Regions from separate parts of the Capsicum annuum genome. Here region 2 is linked to region 1. A link is a contact called in public Hi-C data. All regions are on one chromosome and are shown on one strand. The core of a region is the stretch at or near the end of the contact, and the rest is flanking DNA. Distances in the headings are between cores, read along the strand shown. Region 1 overlaps LOC107873083 (folate-biopterin transporter 1, chloroplastic). Region 2 has its middle 8.8 kb from the start of LOC124899261.

Region 1 (4,794 bases), core at 1,626-4,125:
TCGTTCTTGATTCTTTTGATTATGAAGAACCCAATTTCGCAGAGAATCGTTTGAAACACTGAAACAATCCAGTAACAATGAAGAAATTGAAGGAAGTTGCCGGTTCAAGTTCAAACAAGAAAGCTTCAAAATCGTCAAGTAAGAAAAAGGTTGATGATTCTGGACAACCACGTCTGCTGAAGGTTTAGTTATTATTAAATATGTATTAGCAGCTATTCTATGTATAAGATTTCATATACATTTGTTAAGATTATATAGTGAATTGTATAAGGTATTCGTATACATGTGAAACAGTATTAGATTATATTTATTACTTGTATAAGGTTTACACATACATGTGAAACTGTTGTATGAGGTTTTCTTTTATTTGTTTTGGCAGTATGATTCTATGTATAAGATTTCATTATACATGTACTAATACTATATTATTAATTGTATAAGGTTTACACATACATGTGAAACTATTGTATTAGGCTGCATTTTTTTTTTGTTTTGTCTTTCTGCTTTTATGTATAAGATTTCATTATACATTGGTTCAGATTATGTATTGATTTGTATAAGAAGGTTATACTTTCCAAAACAATAATTGCGTCGCTTTTGTAGGATTGATGAATAATTTTCAACTCCCAAACACCCTAATGACGCAACAATATAGGGATGTTCATATTGATTTTTTGGAGAATTAAAAAAAGCAGATGTTGACCTTTTTTTTTTTTCAAAACGTAATGTAACAAAGAAGAAAATTAATTGTGATGTTTAAGATATTTTTTAAATTTGAATTTCAGTTACTATATTTAATCATACACCACATAATGATAATTAATTAATGACGTTAATTAAGGAAGAGAAAGATATTATCTTCCTTCTTATTTTTTGAAAAAAAAAAATCTCAGTTCAACAAAAATCAAAGAACGATTAGAAAATAATTGTCAAGAATCTATTGGTAAAAATATTTTTACTTGGAAATCAACACCATGTTTTTGCTGCTTCTTTGATTGAGCTTTAATTTTTAACATTATTAATGGCGTATGAAGGTTAGCAGAGTTTTGGGTTTAACGGCGAGATGTCAAAAAAAAAAAAGTTAATGATACTATACTTTCCGAAAGAATAATTGTGTTACTTTTGTAGGATTGATAACTGATTTTCGACTCCCAAATACCTGAATGTCACAACAATATTGGGATGTTTATATTGATTTTTTGAGAATTGAAGAACGCGGTAGAAGAATTTTTTAGTTTTTTTGGCTGCTACAAAGAAGACTATTTTATCGTGCCATTAAAGAAAATATTTGAATTTAAATTTCAGTTACTATCTTTAATCATACATTACTTAATATTAGCTAATTAATGGTATAAATTAAGGAATTGAAAAATAATATTTGATTTAAAATAATATCTGATTTATCTTACCTTAAATATTGGATTAACAGTTTTATCATACATTCGAACTATGTATGAGGAATTATCGAATGTATGAGTATATTTACCTAATCCGGAAGAGAAAAAGCATTAAGAGATTTTATGTAATTAGTTTAACTAGAGTGAGGATTTATGTGATTTATACTTATATCTATTAGAACGGTTACGTAGGCTCTATGGATTACTTCTTGTGGGGCTTTTCTCGAATTATCTATGGTACTTTCTCTATCCACTTGATTAGGAAGTTTTTGGTATAAATACCGTGGAAGTTGGTTCAATGATTGGAGTGTCTAAAACACTGTTCCAACTTCCAACTTTGCAACATTCCATGTGATAATTTTGGCGAGTATTATGATTTGTCAATCGAATTAATTAATTGTCCAAAAGCAAACACTGCATGCTGGAATTTCTCAAAAAAAGAAAAACATTTATAGCAGAAATTAGCAGACAAAGACATAAGAACCATCGATATTTTCTACAGGACGTCAGATTTGTTGACAATTTATTTGATTTTTGTTGGTATGAGTGAGTGGGTCATGAGAGTTGGAAATTTTCAATGTACATCTGTCAGTACTATCTTTACTTACTAATGGTGTTTCGATGATCATTTCTGTCAAACTATTAAAATATCTTCTCCACAAACTAAAATATTTTTAAAGCATGTAACAACAATTTTCTTGACAAATTGGCCAATAAAAAGTAATAATTTTCAATCTCATTTTTAAAAAAAAAAAAAAAAAAAAAACAGTGCCTATCTGTCGGAAAGCCCTTGAAAAACTCAAAAATTGCGCACCACTATGTACAAATTGCAATGCTCATTTTATGGTTAAATATTTCAATTGCAACAAACAAAACACGCTAATAGTCAATCAAACATTCAACAAACCTCGGAAAATTGGGTGCATCAATGATCAAGTGTCGTGCCAACTATTTGAGCTAGTTTTCTTCACTATGCAGCCTGCACTAATTGGGTAATTAGTTCTTGTTTTCCTAGTGATTGTATGCTTAATCATCTAGTTTTGTCAATTTTCTGAAACGAATACTAAAAATAATAGGCAAAAGCAATGGTAGAATAGTAATAGGTAAAAGCGTGGTAAGAAGGCTCATCTCAAGTGAAATAAATAATAATAGCATATGGTTGTCTTCGCAACAACCCTGATTTTGCCAACTGAGGCCGCGACCACCAATTTCCGTTGTGAACTGCGTATGATTCACTCAATGGAACTAGTGAGTTGCACTTGCTTCTGGATAATGTGTGGGACGGCTACACGAATTCATAGACATCAAATCTTTTGCTGTCTATCCAGTAATATAAATGTTACGATAATGGAATCCCCTCAAAATCGATCCAACTAGTAGCTTAAAAACTAGTACTAGTAAATATTACTAATTTACAATTTTTGTGTCAAGTAATGTCTTGAGATCGTAACTAATTACATGAGTGGATTCTCTCCCACCGAATAAGACAATCTCTCCCAGTAATAACATGAAAAGCTGCAGTTAAAATGATCAACCATGTCTGAGGCCACATTAGCAATTTCATGTCATCAGGTATTGATGTTATATGCAGAGAAGGCAGGAATTTAATACGGCGTCATCTCAATAGCAGTATTCTCCTCTGAATCAGGTTCGTCTCGAGGAAGAAGGCCAAGTAGTGGTATAGGAAGCAGAGAGCTAAGATTGCAGATAATTATTAGTAGAGCCAAGTTGTCAAATTTGTCCTTGGTGACACCAAGGATGTGAGTTAAACCTGCACCAAGTAGGCCCCCAAGCGTACTTCCACCATTGGCTATGGACATAAGGGTTGCAAAGAAGGTTGCCTCCATTCCCAGTGGACATATTCTTGCAGCCAATACAAGAACAGGCATGAAGAAGGCCTGAAAAAAGTACAAGTCAGATTATCCTAAAAAAGTTGCCAGAGTACCACTATTCTGTACTCTCAAAGAATCAAAACCTACTGATCAATCTGATTTCCTCTTTTTCTTTCTTCTAGACCTTTAGTTATCACTTGTGGCATCTCACTGGGTATGTTGTTGTAGACCTTTAGAATTACTTCCCAAAAGTTGGCATTACAGTAAAAAAGTTGGATCTTACAAAGTTAGAGCTTTTAGGTAACATTTCAAGTACCAATAAATGAGCATAACTGTGCATAGGTGTATCCTTCAACATTTAACTAACAGTCTATCTAATGTATGTAGCTTAAATGCTTAATTGAGGTAAGACTCTTAATTAATTAGTCAACACTTCAAATTAATGTAAGAATCCACAAAAAATAACCAAATTATGAAAAAGAAAATAGCCAAAAGAGGTTAACCAAAAATAGCTAAAAACAGAAGAAAAAAAAAGGGCTAGAACACAAATACTTATCCACACCGGGTGTTTACACTTTACAACAAACCAATTCAGTTATCAGGTTTAAGTGATTTAACAAAGTGAAAATATATATCAATGAATCATGGCTAAGTTATAATTTTATATATTCAAACGCACAGTATTCATTGGTATGGTGTAAACACCTGGTACAGGTAAGTTTTCAACTAGAACTGATTGTGTCATAATACACCTGAAACAGAAGTATCGGCTACTTCCCTACGCCTTTATGTGCAACACTACAATTCACAAGTTAATTAGTTTTTCAGCTCAGTAATACAGTTCTTAACTAGAGCCTACTGCTGAATTCCAGTCCTATAGTTCTTGGAATCTAGTGCAGAGCAGAATTCTCGCAATCTATAGACATGCAAAATTCCAAAACTGCTTTAGAGTCTCCTACTTTGATCTATCCATAAATATAAGAACGGTTCCGTCACAATGCAAATACCCTCTTTAGCTAATTGTAATGAGTTTCTTTTCAGTTCCATGTCTACTGTTATGTCCTGTCAATTGCTATATGTTCTTTCAATGCATTTCATTTCTTTTTCAGCGGTTAACTGCAGAAATTTGGATTATGAAGTGAGTTCAAGATTCAGAATGTTTGTATATTAAGGGAAAGCACAGAACTAGATATTGTTAATCGATCTGAGAAGCAATCCAAAGCTACGCCAGCAAAAGACAGATTACCTGACCAAGAACAGACAGGATCAAGGAATCCCCAAGTGAAAACCACTCATCACTAATGCCAAACTTCCGGTTCAATCCGGTTACCAGAAGTACCTATCAACATGTCGAGTACACACACGTCAATGTAAATCACCAGAAAAGACACAATAATACAGAAGATATTTTGGGGCATATACCTGTGTCATCCCAAAAGCTGAACCGATAATAGTTGTCACAAAGAATATTTTTCTTAAAGGAACTTTCTTTAAGAAACCATTGTAAAGTGCAACACCAATAAGTGATGCAACTGAAGTAACAAGCTTAAGGCGGCCTAAGAATT
Region 2 (4,794 bases), core at 1,191-3,690, 210 kb before region 1:
AGAAGTAAGATTATTGCTTGAATTATGAAACCTTGTTATTATATAATGATATTTGGGACATGTTGAAGTCAAGAGGTCATGTTTCTTTTTAAACTACCTTATGCAAATCTTGATTGTTTTACCCCTTTTCGGATTTCATTTAAGAGAAAATGGTTTTGACCTTTTAAAACTATTTCAAAAATTCAAGAAAATTTTGAAATAATTCTTTAAAGAATTTCCAAAGTCACCACTTGATATTTACAGAAATTATCAAGAAAACTTAACGATATTTCAAAGATTCAAAAATAGAATAAATCATTGAAATAAGAGAAACTAGGTAAGGGTTCAATTAACGCTCTAAGAAGGTTTTTAAGACACTTAGGAGCGTCCATTTAAAATGATTCACCAAAAATCATTTTTTGACTAACTTACAAAATCTTTGCAAAAAAGGTTGCTTTTATAAAATTGTTTGTTCCCATGTTTAAAATTGGCATTTATTTATTCAAACGAGAGATATTCTACTTGAATTTCGGAAAAGGTTACAACATGTTCTTACTTAATCCGCTATCAATTTTGAGGAAAATTACTAAATGTTCCGCTTAATTTGAAGAACATTACGAAATATCTTGCTTGAGAAAATAATTTACTTAGTCACAAGAAAGTTAGAGTTTGAGAAAACGATCAAGGAATATGCTAATGGGAAATTTCTACTTAATTCGTAATTATTCCTAGAGAAATTATGGAATATTTAGTTGAATTAAAAAAGAAACCTATTTAAACTTGATTGCACATTCGAATTTAAGGAGGAAATAAGTTTGATTTTTATGGAAAAGAGATTATATAATTATACATCGTTATTATTGTCATAAAAATGGTCATTTTGTTATAAATAACACCTTTGAAAAATATTAAAAAGGTATCATGTTAAAAAAATATTTTATCAATTATGCAAAGTTAGAATTTACGAGAAAGAAATTAACTTCTTGAGTTTGATGAAATTATTTTAACCCAAGTAGGTTATTAGTCATATGAACAAGACAAGTGTCATTTTCAAATAGAGGGCTTAACAATTTTTCTTTTAAAAATTAGTTTTAGGAAGAACAATCGAAAGAGCCACTTTAATCCGTTTAGACAAAATAAATTAGGTGAGAAAATTTTGGATCGAATATGGAAATCGAAGGAAAACAAAATAGCAACAACAAGGGGTAACACTGGATTAATTAACTAAAGTTAGTGCTAATACAAATAAACAAATATAAGTTGCAATTTATAAGAGAATAAAAGATTAAAGTTGAGGTTGGGCCCTTTTGGGCCCATCAGTAGGCTGCCCAACCTTTGGGCTTACAATTTTATGGACTTTAAGTCCATTTTCCTGTACGTATACTAGTTGTATATCACAGCCCCTTTTCCTCGCGTTTTTGTGTATATATGGTGTATATATGATCGTAATTCAGTCACATACACACAACTTTTAGCCCTCCCCCTGTATAATCAGCTTCTTTTTCCATTTTTTATGCGTATATCCTCAGCATACTGTTGTATACCTGTGTATGTAGCTTTGTTTCTCGACGGATTTAGTCTATTTTTTGGATTTAGACAAGGTTCAAACTCGACGTTAGACTAGGCCTCGATGGCCCATTACAGAAATGCAAGGACGTGGGTCGGATTAGACTCCAACGACGATGCTCATGCAAAAAGAAGAAGTAAACGATTAACTCAATTCGAAAGACTCTGGCATACAATTTTAGAAAGCAAAAAAAAACAAGTTCTCACTAACCAATGTTATTTAAAAGAGGAGAAACTAAATCTTTGAACAACTGTAGGTGATTAGAATAGCAGAAAATGAAATGCGTCAATTGTAAGATCGTATTGAAAACAAGAACAACATATATTACTTTATTCTAAGGGAATCAAAAATATATCCTAACTAATTAATCGACTTAGACAAGACTAATCTAACATTTACAATTATGCAACTACTCATTATCTCACTAAGCTAACCAATTTACCTAAACTAATCAACTATTTACTTTATAATCTCAACACAGTTAAACAAAAATTTGTTTAAAAAATATCTTGTTCATCAAATTTCAACAATCCAAACATGACCAGACAAAGGCACCATTATACAGATGAAATCGCCATTTTATTAAATCACCAAAACCCCTCAATATAGAAGACTAAAGACCATAAGAAAGGAGATAAGTATTTTGGGAGATTCATTATCTCTACTTGAACACAAATATTATCATTTAAATATGGCCATAGAGAAAGTAATAAACCACTATCCTTAATCAGGGAGGTTTCACTTTCCAGTAATCAATTTTAAACTCGCTCATATGCATACAAAACAAGAACAGATTTCAAACTAACACCAGTGAATGTAAAACAGATTTCAAACTAGCACCAGTGTATGTAAAACAGATTTCAGACTATCACAATGGCACACAAAACAGATGTACTTTTTTTGGTGATCAATTCTAAGCCACCACATATGCAGACACATAACATGACTTCGACTTAGCATATCTCAAACTTTCAAATTTTCATCAAAAAATCAAAACCTCTTTTTTTTTATTAGACGAGACCAGCCCACTCTCACAATTATAGCAAAATTCTGGACTTACTATATTCAAGAGTAAATAAGAAAAAACCTAAGAAAGATGAAGTGCTCACAGAACACTAAAGAGAATTCATACAAAATCAAATAAGTCTTAATTTAACATGAGACGAAAACTTTAGTTACAGGAAACAAATTGGGTGAAAAGTTTACCAACTTCCATCATAGAACACAGGTTGGGGATTTTGTGGAGCTGAGGGGTATATAGATTGTGATGGCATTTTCCCAGAATTAGACCCGAAAGATTTCTTTGACTTCGGGTTTGGACTAGAGGATACAAAAGACACATCTTCTCTCTTTTTATTAGGGAATCCTGAAGATCCAAGTTGTGCAGAGATCTTGTTGATTTTTCCTGTCCGGAGTCCTTTTTCAATTGTTTCACCAATCTTAACCAAGTCAGCGAAGGTAGCATGAATTGTCGATTTCATTTTGTCATAAAACTCTCCCTCCTGAGCTCGGGTAAACACAACGACTATTTTTTTCTGTCATAGGAGGTCATACCTCTACTGCCTCTTTCTGCCAATAACAGGCATATTCATAAAAGAATTCATTAGACTTTTTCTTGATGCGGTTCAAAGAATATCGATCAGGAAATATCTCTACATTGTAGGAAAATCTATCAACAAAATCCCTAGCTAAAGCACTCTATTTAGGCCTTTTCTTTAATTTTTGTGAAGCAACCCACTCAGGCTTCGACTGAAGAGCCTTAGCAACAATGCTTCATTTCTACCAGAGCCTACCATTTGGTCACAATATCTTCTCAAGTGGGTTGTCGGGTTTCCATTACCATCAAGTGTCTCATACTTAGGGACTTTAAATACTTCGGGCAAGTTCAAGTCAAGGTGAATGCAAAGGTCATCATAACTGAACCCTATTGCATTGGGCGAATTGTGTGTTTTCTTCATCTTGGTGATCTTTTCCTTTATCAGTAGTAGCTTCCTAGCATGTCTGCCTTCAGGCACCTTACACTCCTTCTCCATCTCCTCATAATGGTCAATTTATAGATTTTGGGGGAATGTATAGTAAAAGGAAGGCATTACAATAGCATGAATGGTAGCGGGAGGCATATTTTGGGTCATTAGAGGATTTTGAGTGGTATGAGCAAAGTTTTGGTATATGGGAACTGAATTTTAAGGAACATTGGCATTGGGACTGAAAACAGGGTGAGTATTTTGGGAGGTGAAGGCATTTATGAAGGTATTTTGGTAATTTAGAGTGAAGCTTTGAGGGTGGTAAGCATTTGGATTATTTTCTCGATTGGTATTGTAAGTAGGCGGGTATGGTTTTGGCACGACAGATTGATGGAATTAGCGGGAGGTCTAGGCATAGAAATGGAGGGTATGTCGTTTGGTTAGTTTCCATTGTTGGGAAAGCTAAGAGGAGGAAATTGTAGTGGATGCGCATAGTTATCCAAGACTGGCATATTAGCGACAATGGCCAGATTAGCCATATCTTTTGCTCATTGTGCTTATTCTTGAAGCTCCCCCATTCTCCTAGTTAGTTCAACAATCATCTCACCTTGTGTCGTTATCACACTATCCCTAATAGTAATTTCAGTAAGAGCATTATCATCGTTACTATCAGTTATTCTTTCCTCTTCAGCTAGGCGATGGTCAAGAGAGGAATTTTTATTTTCCTTAGATCTAGTAAAATATTAATGTTCAGCCAGTTTTGTCAACATAGATCAATTTCTACTTACTTGATACTGGTTAAAACAACTCCAAAGGAAAATATTTTAAATTATTTAGCTTTCAATAATGCAATATATTCAACATAAAGTTATTTTCATCTTAGTTAAAATAATTCGGGGGGGGGGGGGGGTATTGACTCGAAAAGAATTAACGGGCAGGACTTTGTCCATTGATTTTTGGATAAATGGGTCTTGACAGGATTTTTCTAAGTCTTCTGATTTTGGACTCATATGACTTTCTTTGAAAAAACGAGACATAAAGATTTTAAAGGATAGAGGTCGGGCCAAAAGGCTACCTACGTATCACACAAAAGAGAAATCAGGCCATACATAGTTAAAATAGGCAAGGATAAAACTTTGATTCATTGAAATCTCATTAGAGTTCATTACATCAGGAGAACACGAAAAGGAAAATAACAACAGAAAAGACAAAATTAATGACTAAGTCTTGGGTAGATGCGAGCAATCCCACTTCATCCCGCTTCTTCTATATCTTGATATCCTA

The links. A called contact is a pair of places that touch in the nucleus more often than the background predicts.
Region 2: a Hi-C map of bud shows a contact between it and region 1, with 3 times the contacts expected there. The contact joins two enhancer-like sites. A contact is called at or near these places in 3 of 5 Hi-C or Micro-C datasets (bud, leaf and placenta).

What each region holds. Positions count from the first base shown.
Region 1 is chr6:161,251,257-161,256,050 of UCD10Xv1.1, reverse strand. It overlaps LOC107873083 (folate-biopterin transporter 1, chloroplastic), which reads right to left. Exons shown (of 8, transcript XM_047413539.1): 6 at 4,652-4,794; 7 at 4,476-4,568; 8 at 2,696-3,295. The coding sequence ends at 3,002. Among protein-coding and RNA genes, the nearest start is that of LOC107873083, 22 kb to the right of the region's middle. Within about 2 kb of position 2,875, at least 5 of the 5 cell types and tissues checked have an H3K27ac peak or open chromatin away from gene starts, as enhancers often do. A contact at or near this core is called in bud and leaf, where this site is marked.
Region 2 is chr6:161,457,862-161,462,655 of UCD10Xv1.1, reverse strand. No RefSeq gene overlaps it. Among protein-coding and RNA genes, the nearest start is that of LOC124899261, 8.8 kb to the right of the region's middle. Within about 2 kb of position 2,440, at least 4 of the 5 cell types and tissues checked have an H3K27ac peak or open chromatin away from gene starts, as enhancers often do. A contact at or near this core is called in bud and leaf, where this site is marked.